2 separate regions of the Mus musculus genome follow, and region 1 is linked to region 2. A link is a contact called in public HiChIP or PLAC-seq data. All regions are on one chromosome and are shown on one strand. The core of a region is the stretch at or near the end of the contact, and the rest is flanking DNA. Distances in the headings are between cores, read along the strand shown. Region 1 overlaps Gm29683 (predicted gene, 29683). Region 2 has its middle 58 kb from the start of Gm35271.

The links. HiChIP or PLAC-seq counts read pairs in DNA pulled down with a chosen protein or histone mark.
Region 1: an H3K27ac HiChIP or PLAC-seq map of the NIH/3T3 cell line shows a contact between it and region 2, with 4 times the contacts expected there. The contact joins two enhancer-like sites. A contact is called at or near these places in 7 of 115 datasets of contacts at active chromatin or transcription factors (the NIH/3T3 cell line, embryonic basal ganglia, embryonic forebrain and 4 more) and 1 of 9 other capture datasets (embryonic stem cells).

The regions. Positions count from the first base shown.
Region 1 is chr7:70,330,499-70,333,198 of GRCm38.p6, forward strand. All of the region lies in intron 1 of Gm29683 (predicted gene, 29683), which reads right to left. Among named protein-coding and RNA genes, the nearest start is that of Gm29683, 6.0 kb to the right of the region's middle. Within about 2 kb of position 1,398, at least 109 of the 459 cell types and tissues checked have an H3K27ac peak or open chromatin away from gene starts, as enhancers often do. A contact at or near this core is called in the NIH/3T3 cell line, where this site is marked.
Region 2 is chr7:70,143,692-70,146,391 of GRCm38.p6, forward strand. No RefSeq gene overlaps it. Among named protein-coding and RNA genes, the nearest start is that of Gm35271, 58 kb to the right of the region's middle. Within about 2 kb of position 1,435, at least 14 of the 459 cell types and tissues checked have an H3K27ac peak or open chromatin away from gene starts, as enhancers often do. A contact at or near this core is called in the NIH/3T3 cell line, where this site is marked.

The DNA.
Region 1 (2,700 bases), core at 148-2,647, 190 kb after region 2:
AATTTGGGATTTGCCAGATGGTGGGATTATCTTCGCGTCTGTTATAGTGTGTGTGTGTGTGTGTGTGTGTGTGTGTGTGTGTGTGTGTGAGAGAGAGAGAGAGAGAGAGAGAGAGAGAGAGAGAGAGAGAGAGAGAGAAGAGAAGAGGAGAGATCGCGGGTGGAGGGTAGAGAATAACGTCAAGACAGAAATCTAGAGACTGAGCTGGCTCCTTGAAAATGCTCACTCGGTTACCCTTTACCCGCTTTGGGCCCTGCCACCTCCTGGACCCTCACTCGAGCCTTTGGCATCTCGGATTGGCCTCCCCCTCGGGCACAAACAACACCAGCGCCATCCGGGCCCCTCGGCGTCGGCTCCCTGCCTAAGTCTCAGGACCTGAAGCTTAGTGCCCAGATGCAAAGAGCAAGGAGTTGGGGGTGGGGGTGGGGTAGGAACAAGCCTCGTGGAGGAAGAGTGGGTGGGTAGGAGAGTTGTTAAGGGAAAGGAGCAAAGAGGGCGGAGTGGGAGGGGTGGAACGGGAATACTGACACCTGGAAGGCATTGTCTTTGCTAGAGACACCTGTCAATCTCTGCTCAGGGGTCTTGAGGCCAGGGGCGGGGAGGCCGCCGTTCTCCTTGGTGATGTCATCTAGGAGTCTCGTCCCTAAGGAGGGTGGGAATGGCTCCGAGGGCGCAGAGCCCAGAGGGCTTAGAGAAGCGTGGGGGAGGAAAAGAGAAAATAAACAGAAGTAGCTCTCTCGGCTGGCAATTTACATGGAAATCAATAATCCAACTTTAATGTTATTTTTAATCTTCCCTGACCGTCTTGCCTTTTCACTAGGGGAGAGGGGATGAGGTTACAACAGCCCATCCCTCTACCCACACAATCGCTGGGGAAGTCTTGTTATCTCAAATCCCGGTGCAACCAACCCTTCCCCCAGATCCACACCCCGCCCCCCTTTTCTGCGGGTCGTTCCAAACGCTGCCTTCAGGCTTGAGAAGGAAACACTTTGGGACGAGTTTTGAAAGTCTTCCGATACTGCACCGGGTGAAGGGGGAGTTAATTAACGCCAGGCATGCTCAGCGAGTGGGAGAGGGGGCCTCGGCGTGGGTGGGCGGGCCAGGTCGACTGCAGAGGTGCGCGCAGTGCGGGAGGCGCGGGATCTGGAGGCCCGAACTTGCGGGCCTTTGCTGGCAGGAGGTGATCGGAGGTGGCTCGGGCAGGGAGCGCGGAGATGCCCCCAAGGAGTCCCCCCGTTAATCCTGGGGAATTCTGATCTCCCACCTACTGGGCCCCCACTCCCAACCCACCGTGTGCTACAGAACTCTCATTCTTTTCGGCCGGAGCTAATTAGCAGCCTGCCAGCGGCCTGATTTATGGAAACGCTCGGGCGGGCGGAGACGCACCGCTAGCGGAGCTCTGGCTGCCTCCGGGCGGAGCGAAGGAGGAGTCTCCACCGACCTCCTCCGACGAATTTCCCTCCTCCCTGCCAGGGGGAAAAAAAGAAGAAGAAGAAGTTGCTGTTTCATCGCTTCGACCTGGCTGGTCCAGGAGCCTACCCCCTCGCCCTAACCACCTTAACCTAGGACGCGGGGATGTTTAGGTTCCTGTGGGCAAGGCAGGGACTGTGGCCCAGTAGCAGCATCCCGCAAGTGTTGAGGCCACCAGGTTCCAGCTCCGGCTAGAATCGGAGCCTTCCAGCCCTGGGATCTCAGCTCAAGGTCCCCAGTGAAGGGACGTCGGATCTAAAGGCTCTTAGGGAGCCGCAGTAGGACCAAATCAGATCTCTAGGCAGGAAGGAGAGATGGGCGACTGCAAAGGGACAGACTCAGATGTCTTTGTCTGGATCCTAGAGGCCGCCGCCGGCCGTGTTCCTTTCCACTTTCTAGTTATTTTCTTTTTGGTGTTCTCCAGTGAGGTCCTCTCTTCGGTTCAAGCGAGTGTCCAGCGAAAGGCCATTCATTATTAGAAGCATTTAGCCAGGCGTTTATCCAAAGAAACAGTGCAAACCTGATGTTTGCCTTCCTGGGTTGTTGTGGGTGACCCAGGAGGAAGGGGGAAGTAGATCCCCCCCTTTACCCCGCGGACCCCAGTAGCGAGGGTGGAAGGAGGGGCCGGTGAAGGACAGAGGAATCTCAGCATGGACCTGTTGCTGGCGCTTAAGCAGCCCTTCTGCTCCTCAGAAAAGCACTGTTTGCCAGTGTTTCTCCAAGATGCACCAGAGGGACGCGACCGTGAGAGCATCTGTGCCTGCTAGAAGCATTTGGAAGGGACAAAACAGGCAGACCCAGAGGCCAGAGGCTTAGGCAGCCTCTCTGGCTCAGGGTTGAACTGGAAACTGGGCAGCGCAGGTGTGAAAAGTGGTAGGGGCAGAAGTCTCTGGCAAGATTGCCCGGTTCCTTAAGCTCGTTTCTCTCTCAAACCCTATCCCAGCACTCCAGGCCTTTCTGTGACTGAAAAGGAAGTGGTTGAGAACTGATTGTCTCTACAAGCTCAGTGTAAACTTTAAAATACCACCCCGTTCTGCCCTTTTCAGAAGTCGTTTTTTGATCTTCTGGCTGGTACAAGAGCAGCGCCAGCAACCTTCACCTCAAACCTGCAGACACCTGTCATTTCCTACCTATAGGGCTCGGATCCTCTCTCCTTGTGGAGACCAGTCTGTGTCATAGAGAGCATGAAGCTTCCTCTTGGGCCGAGAAAATTGAGAGAGAGAGAGAGAG
Region 2 (2,700 bases), core at 185-2,684:
GATGTTAGGTAAGTAAGTACATAGGTAGAGAGACAAGTTAAGGATAAATATGCACTCTTAAGATAATAGGTGATTGATAGAAAAATAGATAGAGTGCTAATTGAATTAGCACTACTTATAAATTAAATTATCAGAAGTATTTAGTTTTAAGAAAATGAAAATGTAATATAAAATAAATGTGGAAAGTCTGGTAAGAACAATGCCATTTTTTTCTTTTCCTTCCTTCCATAATCAGGGACAATATGTAGATATTATCAAAACTAGAATAAAAAATAATAAAATGAAATAAACAACTTGTCATTGTCCAGACTATTTTAGGCTAGGAACACCCTTAGAGGCCACATAACCAATAAAGCCACCTATGCTCCAGTCAATGGCCACTGGCTCCAGGGCCATGATACTTCTATAGCATTTGAAGGCAACATCTTCTGGATAAAAACAGCCTGTGAGCGTCCTAGTTATAGTTCACCATTGTTGTAGAGTAATCGGTATTATCATATTTCTGGTCCTTTGCTTTAGATCATAGAACTTTAGACCCTAGTTTTACCACTGTTCTCTCTCTCTCTCTCTCTCTCTCTCTCTCTCTCTCTCTCTCTCTCTCTCTCTCTCTCTGGGGTTACTTTATTCAAGATTTTATTCAAGATGATCTTTTTTCTATCTCCATCCATTTTCTTGTAAAGTTCATTCTTTTAACAGCTAAATGATATTCCAGTGTTTGAATGTACCACATTTTCATTGCCCATTCATCAGTTGATAAAGATCCAGGGTGTTCCCAATGTATGGCTACTGTGAATAAGCCAACAATGAACATTGATGAGCAAGTGTCTCTGCATTGGGATACAGAGTCCCTTGGTTGTATGCCCAAGCATAGTAGAGCTTGAGGTAGATCAATTCCTAGCTCCCTAGTTACTGCACACATAAATGCTGAAAGCTTAAAGAGTGGGGATTCTGATGGCCCAAACCATATTGGTTGAGGCTCAGGATGTTGTCTTAAGACTTCAACATCGTGCCGGATTATAAAGAGTTACAGGAGCACAAAAGCTAGATCACGTCGTATCTTGTGGGCCCTGGTAGTTCTTATCTCAATCTTGAGCACAAGAGGACAGCAGTGAAACATTTGAATCTAGAGAATGCTGTGACGTCATTTGTACTTTCATCACTGTAACTCTAGTATGAGAGGCAAAGCACATGAAGAAAGAATGGATGCCAAGACCTGTAGGCTCATGTGTTGATTGCAGTGATGAAAACATGTCATTAGATTCCAGAGATTCCTGGGAGGTGAAGTTAAGAATGTGGTTATAACTTGAAGATGGGAAAATGAAAGAGAAGTTGTCAAGGATGACTTCCAGCTATTTGGGTTAAGCAAGGCACTGGAGGGGTTATGATGTGTCATACATTGAAAAAGCCAGGTTTTGTTTAGCTGTATTTTGTGTGAGCGATGTCTTACAGATTAGATTGTGGAGGTGGTAAATTCTAGGTATCTTGGGACACACCCAGGTCAAGATGGAATGCAGGATGTTAGTCACAACCAGTCTGTAGCAATAGACATTGGTGATAATGCTCTAGTGCCCATGCTGAATTGTGAGACTGTTGGCTACCCTGCAGTACCTGTTCTCTTCTTACCCAGATGTATAACACAGAGAAGTATGTGACAAATTCCTCCCTTCTCAACTAATATTGGGAGAATCCACATACCCTTTGAATCGGGATTGGCCATTTTAGCCAATGTAGCATTACCAAATATGCCTCAATTAACCTTTAAACTCAAAGTTTTAATATGTTACATAAGTTAGACTCACCCCTTTTATTGCACTGGCAACTATCATGCTGCCATAGGGTGAGCCCTAGAGAAGCTTTCTAGAGGAATAGAATCTTTGTTAAGGTTGCTAAGCTCAATGCCCCCTTACCAATTAACCCAGAAGTATATGAAGATATTTAGCAGCTGACCACATCACCCAAGCATTCCCCAATAAAGCCAGTTGTGCTGGATCAAAAAAAAGGTAGCGACCAAAGTGACCAAACACTGAGTTCTAAATGAAATGGCTACTATTTGAACCATTTAATTTAGAAAAAAAATTGTTTCACATAGAACCTAACTAATGTAATCTCTGGCTTCCAGATACATTTTTTCCTGTTTCCCTTGCAGCTAAATCTGACTATATGACCATATGATCACATTCTCTTTATGGATAAGAAAGAGTGTGGAAGAACCTGGGTGGTTTTTTTTAATTGTTAGAAGAAACTTTGTATTCTCACCTCTCTCCCTCCATCTTCTTTATCCACCAGTGTGAGAAGTGGAACCTCAGTCACCACTATGGGTCAAAGGGACAAATTCCAGGCATGCAATGTTGAGCATAGGAAGAAGCTCATTTCTGTGAATATTTTTATGGAGCAGAATGTCACATAAGCTTAGACTGTCATCTTATATATGAGAAAGACACCCTATCCTACACAAGTCATTGTTGTTGGGACCCCATTTACCTACAAAGGGACTATACGTCTATTCTTTTTGTTGGTGGGTGGAGGAAGGCTGGCTCCTGCAACTTACCCTGTTACTATACAGACAAAGATAATCTCAAACTCATAGAAATGAGTCTGCCTCTGCAAGACTAAATGTCCATCATCAAAGCAGTAGAAGCAAGAAGACAGACATACTCCAGTCCTTGACTTTGAACTTGACTTTTCTGATGTCTTTTATCT